Linked DNA regions of Mus musculus: region 1 is linked to region 2. A link is a contact called in public Hi-C data. All regions are on one chromosome and are shown on one strand. The core of a region is the stretch at or near the end of the contact, and the rest is flanking DNA. Distances in the headings are between cores, read along the strand shown.

What was found. A called contact is a pair of places that touch in the nucleus more often than the background predicts.
Region 1: a Hi-C map of the N1E-115 cell line shows a contact between it and region 2, with 4 times the contacts expected there. The contact joins the promoter of Sybu here to the enhancer-like site in region 2. A contact is called at or near these places in 1 of 39 promoter capture datasets (embryonic stem cells), 1 of 484 Hi-C or Micro-C datasets (the N1E-115 cell line) and 2 of 115 datasets of contacts at active chromatin or transcription factors (astrocytes and embryonic stem cells).

The regions. Positions count from the first base shown.
Region 1 is chr15:44,746,471-44,751,707 of GRCm38.p6, reverse strand. It overlaps Sybu (syntabulin (syntaxin-interacting)), which reads left to right and starts at 3,036. Exons shown (of 7, transcript NM_001285840.1): 1 at 3,036-3,399. The coding sequence starts at 3,376.
Region 2 is chr15:43,983,849-43,988,960 of GRCm38.p6, reverse strand. No RefSeq gene overlaps it. Among named protein-coding and RNA genes, the nearest start is that of Tmem74, 120 kb to the right of the region's middle. Within about 2 kb of position 3,705, at least 3 of the 459 cell types and tissues checked have an H3K27ac peak or open chromatin away from gene starts, as enhancers often do. A contact at or near this core is called in the N1E-115 cell line, where this site is marked.

The sequences.
Region 1 (5,237 bases), core at 1,787-4,286, 760 kb before region 2:
GATTAGAGAGGTATATTTAAAATCTCTAAGGGTTCAAGCCTTCCAAAGCAATTTATGTTTTCTAAAAATCTAGGAAACACTCATGTTCCCCCTCCCCCCTGTCAAGAAAATGCCACAAAATTACAAATCAGGACAATACAAGTACTTAAGTATAGAATGAAAGTGCTGCATAATAACAGACCGATGAAAGATGAATCGCTTAAACTATTAGATTATGTCTTTTGGATGCTATAATCCAAGTGTTACATTTCTCCTAATGACATGAGCAACACTTGAATGAATTAAAGGCAACATAGATAATGGTTATTTGTAAAAACTCGACTTTTAGGACAGCAGAAAAACAGGCTTGGCTTCCAAAAGTACAGAGCTCAGAGGCATCTAAACAGTAAACCATCAGCGTTTCCCTCGGTAAGGTTGCTATGGTGACAGTGAGGCTACTGCACAGCATCTCAGTGCCTGCCCTTCTGCAGTAAAAAAGCTTTCCCTGAACACATGTTGGATTTTTGAGGCACACATCCCATCATTAAGTACAAGGACAGCTTTATCTGAATCATTTGCTAAACAGGAGTTGTATCTATGTTTTCATCCTGTACCAGTGGGCCCTATATAGGGTTGTGGAATTCATTCATTTAGCAGTTATGCATTGATGCTACTGTATGGAAGGAATTGTGCCAGGCCGTATTTACAATGTACAATAAAGACAAGTGAGGGGGGGGCAGTTATGAAGTAGGATCATAACAGCTTTCCTAGGGCAAGCACAGGTGTCCTGCACGGATCTGGGAGGTTTCCTGAAAGAAGATGTCTAAAATTAAACTTACTCTCTTTCAGAGTGGAGGAGGATGGGTGGGTAGATTGTGAGAAATGTAAACAGGGTATCAACACTGTGCAAAAGTCTAGAGGGAAAAGGGGCAAAGAACATGAGATCTCCAGAGAACTAAAGACTACAATTTGAATAACAGCCATGTGTGGATGGAGAGAAGGCAGCGGGCTGAGGGGATGTGGGAAGGGCAGGGGACACCTGTAGGAGCAAACGCAGCAGTCAAATCTTGAAAAGGCTAGGTGCCATCTTGAGAGATTTCAGTACCACCTGCAGGGAAACAGGGAGTTATTAAGGAGTTTAGTGAAGAAGCATAGTTTCACTTAGCTTTGCTTAACAGAGGTCTGAAGATCACCTCAGTGCTCAAACACTGTCTTGGCAGAGTACTTATTAAACAGGCACAAGACACCCCCCCTTCCCCTCAATCTCCTGCACTACCACAAACAAAATGACACCAAAACAATACAGAAAAAAGCAAACAATCAAACCAAGCAAAATCAGGTGAAACCGTGAGCAATTTGTTTTCTCTAAAAGCTTTTTCGAAAACAAAACACCCCACCCCACCCCCCAAAAAAATAAACTTAATTGGTTAGAAAAGAAGATGGTCAGCCTGGAAACAGAAGAACTTCATTGGCTTGCTTTGGAAATAACTCAGAGCAATCAGACTCCAAATGAAGATACCAAATGAGAACGAGGGTGTGGATGTTGGACAAGAGGGGTTGTATTTAAGTCCTGTTACCAGGGTAGAATGGAATAAGGTTTGAGTCACTATGAATGGTGCTGTTGGAAAGCAAAAGACTGGTTTGGAGGACAAGACAGAAACTGCCTCTGATCTTAGCAACTCTGTAGACAGTTTCTGCCTCTAAGGTCTCTACCACCAGTTTTCAGTTCTCAGGGAATGCAGAAGTCCACAGTTCATTCCTGTCTTGTAATTTACAACACTGGGCACATAGTTTTAGAAATAGTAAATTGTATCAATCCTCTTAGGCCTACCTTGGTGAGGTCCACAGTTAAGAGAGTTATGGGTTTAGAAAGGTTGAAGTAGTCACTTCTGCTCCAGAGAATCTCAAGATTATGTCTCTGTTAAGTAGATCAAAAGGGGATAAGGATTAGTGGAATATAATCTCTTGGGGTTTTAGGAAGCAAACAAGTGGATTCCACTAATCTTTTAACTTTAGGATCTCTCTGAACTCAGTGCATTCCTGGTTTTCGGAGTTGGTATTCAGAGGAGAGCAAGCAGGACAGTGGAATTTGAGCTACATTACCTATAATCACAATCCTCAAACGTAAGACCCCAGGTGTCAGAATGAGACTGATCACTGCTCACACTGCTACCTAGAATATTCTCTACCTGAGTGAAGGCTGTGTAAGTCATAAATGTTGAAAGCCAATCACCAAATAGGATTTGAGCATAGCCCAGCAAGACTGTCAGTCATTCTGTTCTCAGAGACATTTTGAGCTTATTAAGCATGAGCTTTTTAAAGCATCACAAGTGCCTTTTTCTGCCTGTCCTGTAAAAATAATATCTGCAGATACTGGACCAGCTGGATCTGACCTAGCCGCTCATTGGAAGGTTTTGCTTTGTCAATAGGATAGAGTTGTTTTCTTGTCGTCACTTATCCCTCCCAGCTGTCCTTCAGGTGGGTATTATTGTCCCTCCTGTTAACAAGGGCCAACTTGAAGAAGAGTCTCAGCTTGAAAGAACCTGTGTGCTGTTTCCTCTACACACAGGAATTCCAGGGTCTCCTTTACTTGTAGTCAGGCAGCAGTTAGAGAACTGGGAATGAGTCTGCGTGCTGTGTCTCAGGCTCCTGCCTCCTGGTGTCAGCTGTGTTTCCCTGCCACATTAGGCCTTCTGATGCAAACCCCTCCAAGGAGAACCGCAGTCTTGAAGGTCCTGTAACCTAAGTGCTGTATCAATACTGTAGCATAGGCTTAGCTGGGTTTCAGGTGGACCAGAAGACCCCACCACACAACCACCCTCAGGCGAAGTCATTGTAGAGAATCATATGTTTACTTAAAACCTAGAGGTTACAGGGGGACAGCGAGTGGGGAGGGTGACTTTCCCTCTTTTTCCATCTTGGCCGTCTGATGTCGCAGCTTTCTCAGCCTCTCCATTGGATTTTCACCCCCTGCCAATCCTGGACCAGTGGACACCTCTGGGCTGGCAGTACTGCAAATAAGCCTCCGCCTGCCCGCAGTGGGTCGGGCCTTGGAAGGGAGGGGCGCTGAAAGCGGGACGTGGCGAGTGACCTGGTGGGTGCTGCGCTCCGAGGTGCTAGGCAGCTGTTCCGGGCCGCAGGTGAAGGCGGCGACCAGGAGGCGCCTCCGGAGCCGCCACGGAAGGTGGCACCACGTGCCCGGCGGGGCGGGGCGGCGGGCGCGCCCTCGGAGCCGAGCGCGACCGCTGGCGGGGACGCGGCGAGCCCGCTGCTGCTGCCGCACGCAGCCTCGGACTCAGTGCTGTCTCCTCCCTTGCTCGGTGCTCACAGGTGCCTCCTCCTGGACGGCGGCGGCGGCGGCAGCGGCGGCGTGGGGAGCCGGCAGGCAGCAGCGAAATGGGGCCCCTCCGAGAGAGCAAGGTAAGGGGACAAGCTCCGTGACAGGGTCAGAGGGTGCTTCAGTAAAAGGCAGGGTGGGCACAGCTTGCCTAGGAGAGGGCCAGGTGAGAGGTGGACGCTGGCGTTCAGGGTCCAAGCAATGAGTGGTGCTGAGTAGAGCAGAGAAGCAGAGGTATTCCGATGGGATGTGGCAGATGGGGAGGTGGCACTACAGGAAGAGATTTGGGGGATTAATATGATTTAAAAGATTGACTTTAGAGGGTTAATCCTAGCTCCTGAAGCTGTGGCTTGAGGTGAAGCTTTTAGCTGGTGTCATGTGTTTGCTTGAGTGTGTAATATGTAAAAGGCATTTGGTGTATTTGTGACTGAGAAATAAAGACTGCAGCGTGACAGTGACCCAGCTCATGAGTCTGCAGTGTGCCAAGCAGAGTGACTGGCGTGGGATACCTGCTGGGTGACTGATGGGCTAGACAGATCCAGAGGCTGGGTGTGGCTTACACGGAGAGGATGGCACAGATGCCTGAGCCAAATTCCAGGCTGCAAAGGGTTTTTCCTGTGGAGGCTTCTCAGAGGTGTTCATTTTGGCCTTGACCCTTCCTGGTAAGCTTAGGAAATAAGTAGGAGGTCATGTTGGGAAATGGCATTTGCTATTTTAGCCAAAGCCCTCTTTCAGTTACAGAGGTCGGAAGGAACTGTGGAATTTTTGCAAAATATAAAATAAAAAATAAAAATAAAAAAGCTCTTCCTGGGAATCTGGCTTAACACTGCCAAGTAGTGGTGACCCCAAAAATACTCTGTCTGAAATCCTCTCTTCTAGATGATGTTTAGCCTTCGAGTCTTTGAACCTCGGTTTCTTCATCTGTACAGAAGTACTTGAATAAGTGTTTGTTGCAGATTGGGGTATAAAGATCCATTAAATGAGCTAATGGTGGAGACAAAACTTGTTTTTTATAATTGTTATTTAGTTGTGTGGGGAGGGGTATTGTGGGTGCCATGGCATGTGTGGATGTCAGAGAAAAACTTATAGGAGTCCTCTTCTTCTACCTTGTGTGTCCCAGGGATTGAACTCAGGTGGGCTAGCTGGGCTAGAAGCACCTTTACCTACTGAGCCATTTTTGATGTCAAGGAAAGGGACTTTTACATTGAAAACATTGTCAAAATATAGTTCTTAGGCATTTTTTAAAAACCAAAGTGTGGCAGGGTCTTAAAAATGGATTTCTAAATGGAGAAACTTTTCTTCTCCTGGTTGTCCTTTTGGAAAAGAAAAAGCTAGATGTGATGTAAAAGGTGGAGCCATTTTCCTGGGGATTAGATGTGTTTGCTTTTCTGTTGGCAGCAAGTCTTGTGTACCAGGATATTAATGAATAATTAAGAGGCTGTCCGGAAGAGGAGGGATTTTAAAAATAAGTGTGTGTGATCCATTTGAAAAGAATTGTTCTCGGCATACAGGTCTAGTGTGTGAGGAGACAGAAAAACAGAGGTGAAATTGTCAGTTAATTCGGGAATAACACACAAGAGTCTAAAGGAAAAGATAAACCAATAAGCATAGGTGCACTGTGAGAGCCTTGGAGCTTGAGCTAGAATTCGATTGAAAGATAGAGTGAGGATGTAAGCCAGGAATGGCTTGGAGATGTGGGATGGCATTTATGGTGATGGGTGGTGTGTGTGTGTGTGTGTGTGTGTGTGTGTCCTGTAGACTTGCACTGGTGATATTTACAGGCTCAAAAGGGAGCTTAGTTCAAACATAGTCACAGACTGCTGGACTGTTCAGAGAGGGCTCAGTGCTCAGAGATATGATCTCTCAGAAACTGAGGCTTACAAGGGCAGAGAGAAAATGATTGTTTTCTTTTGGCTTTCCA
Region 2 (5,112 bases), core at 2,456-4,955:
AAATGAAGAAAATACCTAATTAAGAATATATAAAGATATATCAAATTTTTTTTAAAAAGAATTTGAAAGAGAGCAATTGGCAGTGTACCTGGGAAGGGTTGAAGGGAGGAAGGAGAAGAAAATGATGAAATTGTATTTTAATTTGAGAAATTAAAAATATTAATATAAAAAATTCTGTAAAATTACTAAAACTCCTCATTGCTGATAAAAACATTTAGAAGCAATGATCATCATCTGTGAAACATATTTTGGCAGTTTGAATGAGAATGCCCCTCATAGTCTCATATATTTGCATGCCTAGTCCCAGTTAATGAACTGTTTGGAAAGGATTAGGAAGTGTGCAGGGCCTGCAACTTGCCTGGGAAGCACAGAAGTGTTGGTCCTGGTCAAGGGTTGAGCCAGCTCTGAAGGCAAGAGCTTGGAAGCATTGAAAGCTAAAATTAACTAATAGTGTTAAGATATGTGTGTGTGAGTGCTATAAACTTATACAAACAGCAGAATAAAGTAAGGGACATCCACTTCACTTGGGGAAGGTAGGAGAGACTCCAGCAATGTTTTAACAGCAAATCTGATCACTGCCATTGTACACAAAGTATAGTTTTTTTTTTTAATATATTGTTCCTTGAGGAATTATGAGTAGTAAATATTATGCAATAATTTAAGCTTACTGTTTATGTGTTGACAGGATATATGTTTAAGTGAGAAAAACAATATATCAGGTATATCGGTAACCACTGGAAAATCTAGGCATAGATTAAAGTCTTGTTGGTAATATAACATGGTATAATGTTTTCATTTTTCATGACCATATGTTAATCTTTAGCTACAAGAATATAATGCAGCAAGGCATGATCACTGCATTTCATTTTTATTTGGTAATTTATGCATAACACAACCAAATGTAGGGCCTTCTCTAGCCTTTATACTTATCTTGAATTAAGCATCATGGCATTGATATATGCCTTTTATTTACTGCTAATTTGTATTAAAGTCTAAAGGCAATTTAATTTTTCATTATGTCTTATAGCAAATGGGCTATTTTAAAACTTGGAGTCAAATCACTTTATAGAGCAGTTTATGTGCTTTAACCTCATTATTCAAAATGAGTGTAAAAGAAAGTTGTTTTTAAATACATTATGATTGAGAGGTTTTACTATTCATGCACATTTACTGAATGAACCACTAAAGGACATGTACCAGCAAAAATAACTCACTTTGAAATGGCTGAATGCAGAAAAGCAAAGATAAATAACTCAAGAAAGATGTGAGTAACTGTAAGTAGCATAAATGAATAAAAATTTCAGGTTTAAAATAAAGTACAGCCAAAGAGAATAGAAAGTGTTTTTTAAAAGACATAAAGGAGAGGACTAGCTTCAGTATTTTAAGATTCTTTTTTATACAGGACAAAGTAAAAAATAAATAAAACTAAGATATAATGAAGTGGATTTTATATGTTATAAAGAATAAGATTTATAAAATAGTAGATAGCATGAGTAGTTTCCTTTATAGCTTTTTCTTTTAATTAAAAAATAAATTGTTGAGGAGGCTTCAGAGAGTCTATGGGGGTAACCCTAGCTGAGACACCTAACAGCATAGGGTATGATGACTGAAGTTGCCCCCTCCTGTAGCCAGGGAGGAATTCCAATAGAGAGAGGGGAACATCAACCCATCCACAAAATCTTCAAGCCAAAATTGGTCCTGCTTATAAAAGATTCACAGAGATAAAGATTGAGCAAAAATTGGTGAACTGCCAACCAATGACTGGCCCAACTTGAGACCCAACCCATGCAAAAGAGACAACCATTGACACTATTAATGATACTCTGTTATGTTTACAGACAGGAGTTTAGCATATCTGTCTTCTGAGAGTCTTTATATAGCAGAAAGAAACAGATGCAGAAACCCACAGGCAAAGATCAGGCAGTGCTTGAGGAAGTCTTGTAGAAGAGTAGAGAACAGACCTGAGTAAGCTGGAGGAATCAGGAACATCCCAAAACCTACAGAGTCAACTAACCTGTGCCCATAGAGACTTACAGAGAATGAACCACCAACCAAAGAGCATGAGGGGCTTGATATAGGGCCACTACACACTTGTATCAGATGCATAGTTTAGTCTTCATGTGGCTCACCTAACAATTGGAGCAGAGGCTATCTCTAACTCTGTTGCCTGCCATTGGATTCCTTTCCCCTGACTAGACTGCCTAGTTGTGCCTCAGTGGGAAAGAATGCACTTAGTCCTACTGCAACTGGATGTCCCATTGCAGGGTGATACCCAAGTGGGGCTTGGAGGTAATGGGGGAGGGATTTGTAAGGGTGAGACTGGGGGGAGAGGAGGAAAGGGGGCCCTGATCAGGATGGAAAATGAATGAATGAATAAATAAATAAATAAATAAATAAATAAATAAATAAATAGATTAATAAAAATATTTTAAAATGTCTTAAAAGAATTTAAGGTTTTAATCACAGGTGAACCTCTTCATACTTCTTTTTTTTTTAAGATTTATTTATTATTATATGTAAGTACATTGTAGCTGTTTTCAGACACACAAGAAGAGGGAGTCAGATCTTGTTACAGATGGTTGTGAGCCACCATATGGTTGCTGGGATTTGAACTCTGGACCTTCGGAAGAGCAGTCGGGTGCTCTTACCCACTGAGCCATCTCACCAGCCCTTCATACTTCTTTTTAATTAAAACTTTAAATAATTTAGAAAAGAAAGTAGATTATTCTCTCACATAATATATCACAAGCAGTTTCTCTTCTCTCCACTTCTATGCTATCTTCCACCTCTCCTCTCCCCTATATCCACTTCCATTCCATTTCCTATTCGGAAAAGAGCAGGCCTCAAAGAGACAACAGCCAAATAGTACAAAACAACATACAATAAGGCAAGGGAAAAAAAAACACTTATATCCAGGCTGGATAAGGCAACTAAATAGGAGGATTTATATCTGTGTCTTCACTTGGATTCCAATAATTAATGGTCTGTTTTGATGCCAATACCATGCAGACCTTATTATTATAGCTTTGCAATCCAACTTTGAAATCAAGGATGATGATACCTCCAGAAGGTTTTTTATTTTTCAGGATTTCTTTACCTCTCCTGGAATTTTTGTTTTTCCTACGAAGTTAATAATTTTCCTTTCAAAGTCTATAAAGTTGTGTTAGAATTTTGCTGATGATTGCATTAATCTGTAGATTGCTTTTGGCCATTCTTACTGTGTTAATCCTACCCATTCATGAACATGGGAGATATTTCTGTCTTCTGAAATCTTCTTCAATTTCTTTCCTCAAAAACTTAAAAGATTTTTATCATACAAGTCTCTCACTTCCTTGGTTAGAATTACGCCAAGATTCTTCTCCTTCTTTTATTCCTATTATTCTTGGGTTTGGTCTTTCAGTAATACACCAGATTTTCTAATGAGATAGGCTGACTCCATGACAAACTTCAAATTGTCAATTCAGGAGACTAGGCCTGAATCTCAGTTTCCAAGAACTGGGAGAATCCAACCAACCCCAGGCAAGCCATTTACTCAAACAAAACAAAACAAAACAAAACAAAACAAAACAAAACAAAACAAAACAAAACAAAACAAAACAAACAAAAACAAAACCAACCCAGGCTTCAGGCAGGTAATCAGAAACTGCCCTACCATCAGAAGCTTCACTGCCACCTGGCCTGAGGCAAGAACAATCAGTCAGCAACAGTTTCCAGACTTCCCCAGCAACAGATTCCAGCCCCTGTGCCACAGTAATGGTTCTGGAATGTCCCTAGAGACAAAGTCAGAGTCAACAGATTAAGATAAAGATCACCTACTTCAGAATTTTCCATGTGTGCATTAAATTGGGCCTGAGAGCTCATTGGGTTGTCTCCATCTTGGAATGACACACACACACACACACACACACACACACACACACACACACTGGATTTCTGCAGAAGAAAAAACCTGCTCTTTGCTTTTGCATACTATTTGAGTCTGGTGTATAATTCTTCTGCAAACCAGGGACCCTTCATTTCCAGGATTGCCTCAGTCTGTGTTTTCTTTATTGGTTCTATTTCTCTTTTAGGGTTTTTTGTTTTTGTTTTTTGGGATTTTGTTTTGTTTTTCCAAGACAGGGTTTCTCTGTATAGCCCTAGCTGTCCTGAAACTCACTCTGTAGACCAGACTGGCCTCGAACTCAGAAGTTCGCCTGCATCTGCCTCCCAAGTGCTAGGATTAAAGGCATGCGGCACCATGCCCGGCTCTTTTTTAGGGTCTTGAACCACATTTGTTTCCTTCAACTATTTGTTTGTTTCTTGGCTTTTTAAAGGGATATTGTTTGTTTATATTCTCCTAGTTTTAGTTGAGGGATTAGTTAGGTTTTTTTTTTTTTTTTTTTTTTCCTTTGTTGAAATTTTGGATCTGTTGTGGTAGGACAGTTGGGCTCTGGTGGACTCATACTACCCAGGTTGTTTTGATTGTGTTCTTATGCTGGCATCTAGGCATCTGCAGTTGGGCTTATTATAGATACAGGTGCTGATCTTTTGGGTTGTCTTGGTTGGGTAAGAGTTTTCTTCCTTGGTTTCTGTTTTCTCTATAGATTTTCAGAGAATGTGTTAGTTGAGCGTTACCTGTTTTATTTGCTTGATTGGCTGGTGTGTTCATGGGGAAAGGCTGATCTGACAGACAAGGCTCATAGTTGAGCAGGGCATGTCCTCTGGAGTTGGAGGCTGGATCACAGCTTTGAGGCTAAAAGAGAAGGGTAGGGGCATAGGGAGATATGATCTGTGGGATCCACAGGAGGCATGCACAGCAGGGATGGAAAGTTGCAGCTGGTGTTCTGTTCTTGAAATACTGGTGATCCCGAAAATTGGGTCTATGTTTGGTGTAAGAGAGTGTGGAAGGGCCACAGGCAGCCTATCTTCTATAATTTTAGTAAAAATAACATACAAAAAAAGTGATACAAAGTAGAATGAACACAAAATAAACTTATTAAGAATTGATAATAAAAATAAATGTTCATAAAAATTATGTATGTGATTAAGAATATTCTGTTTCTTAACCATCAGGTTACTGTGCAACTGGAAGCTTCTGTTTCACTTCTAAGGAGTGAACTTAGGAAGACTCAG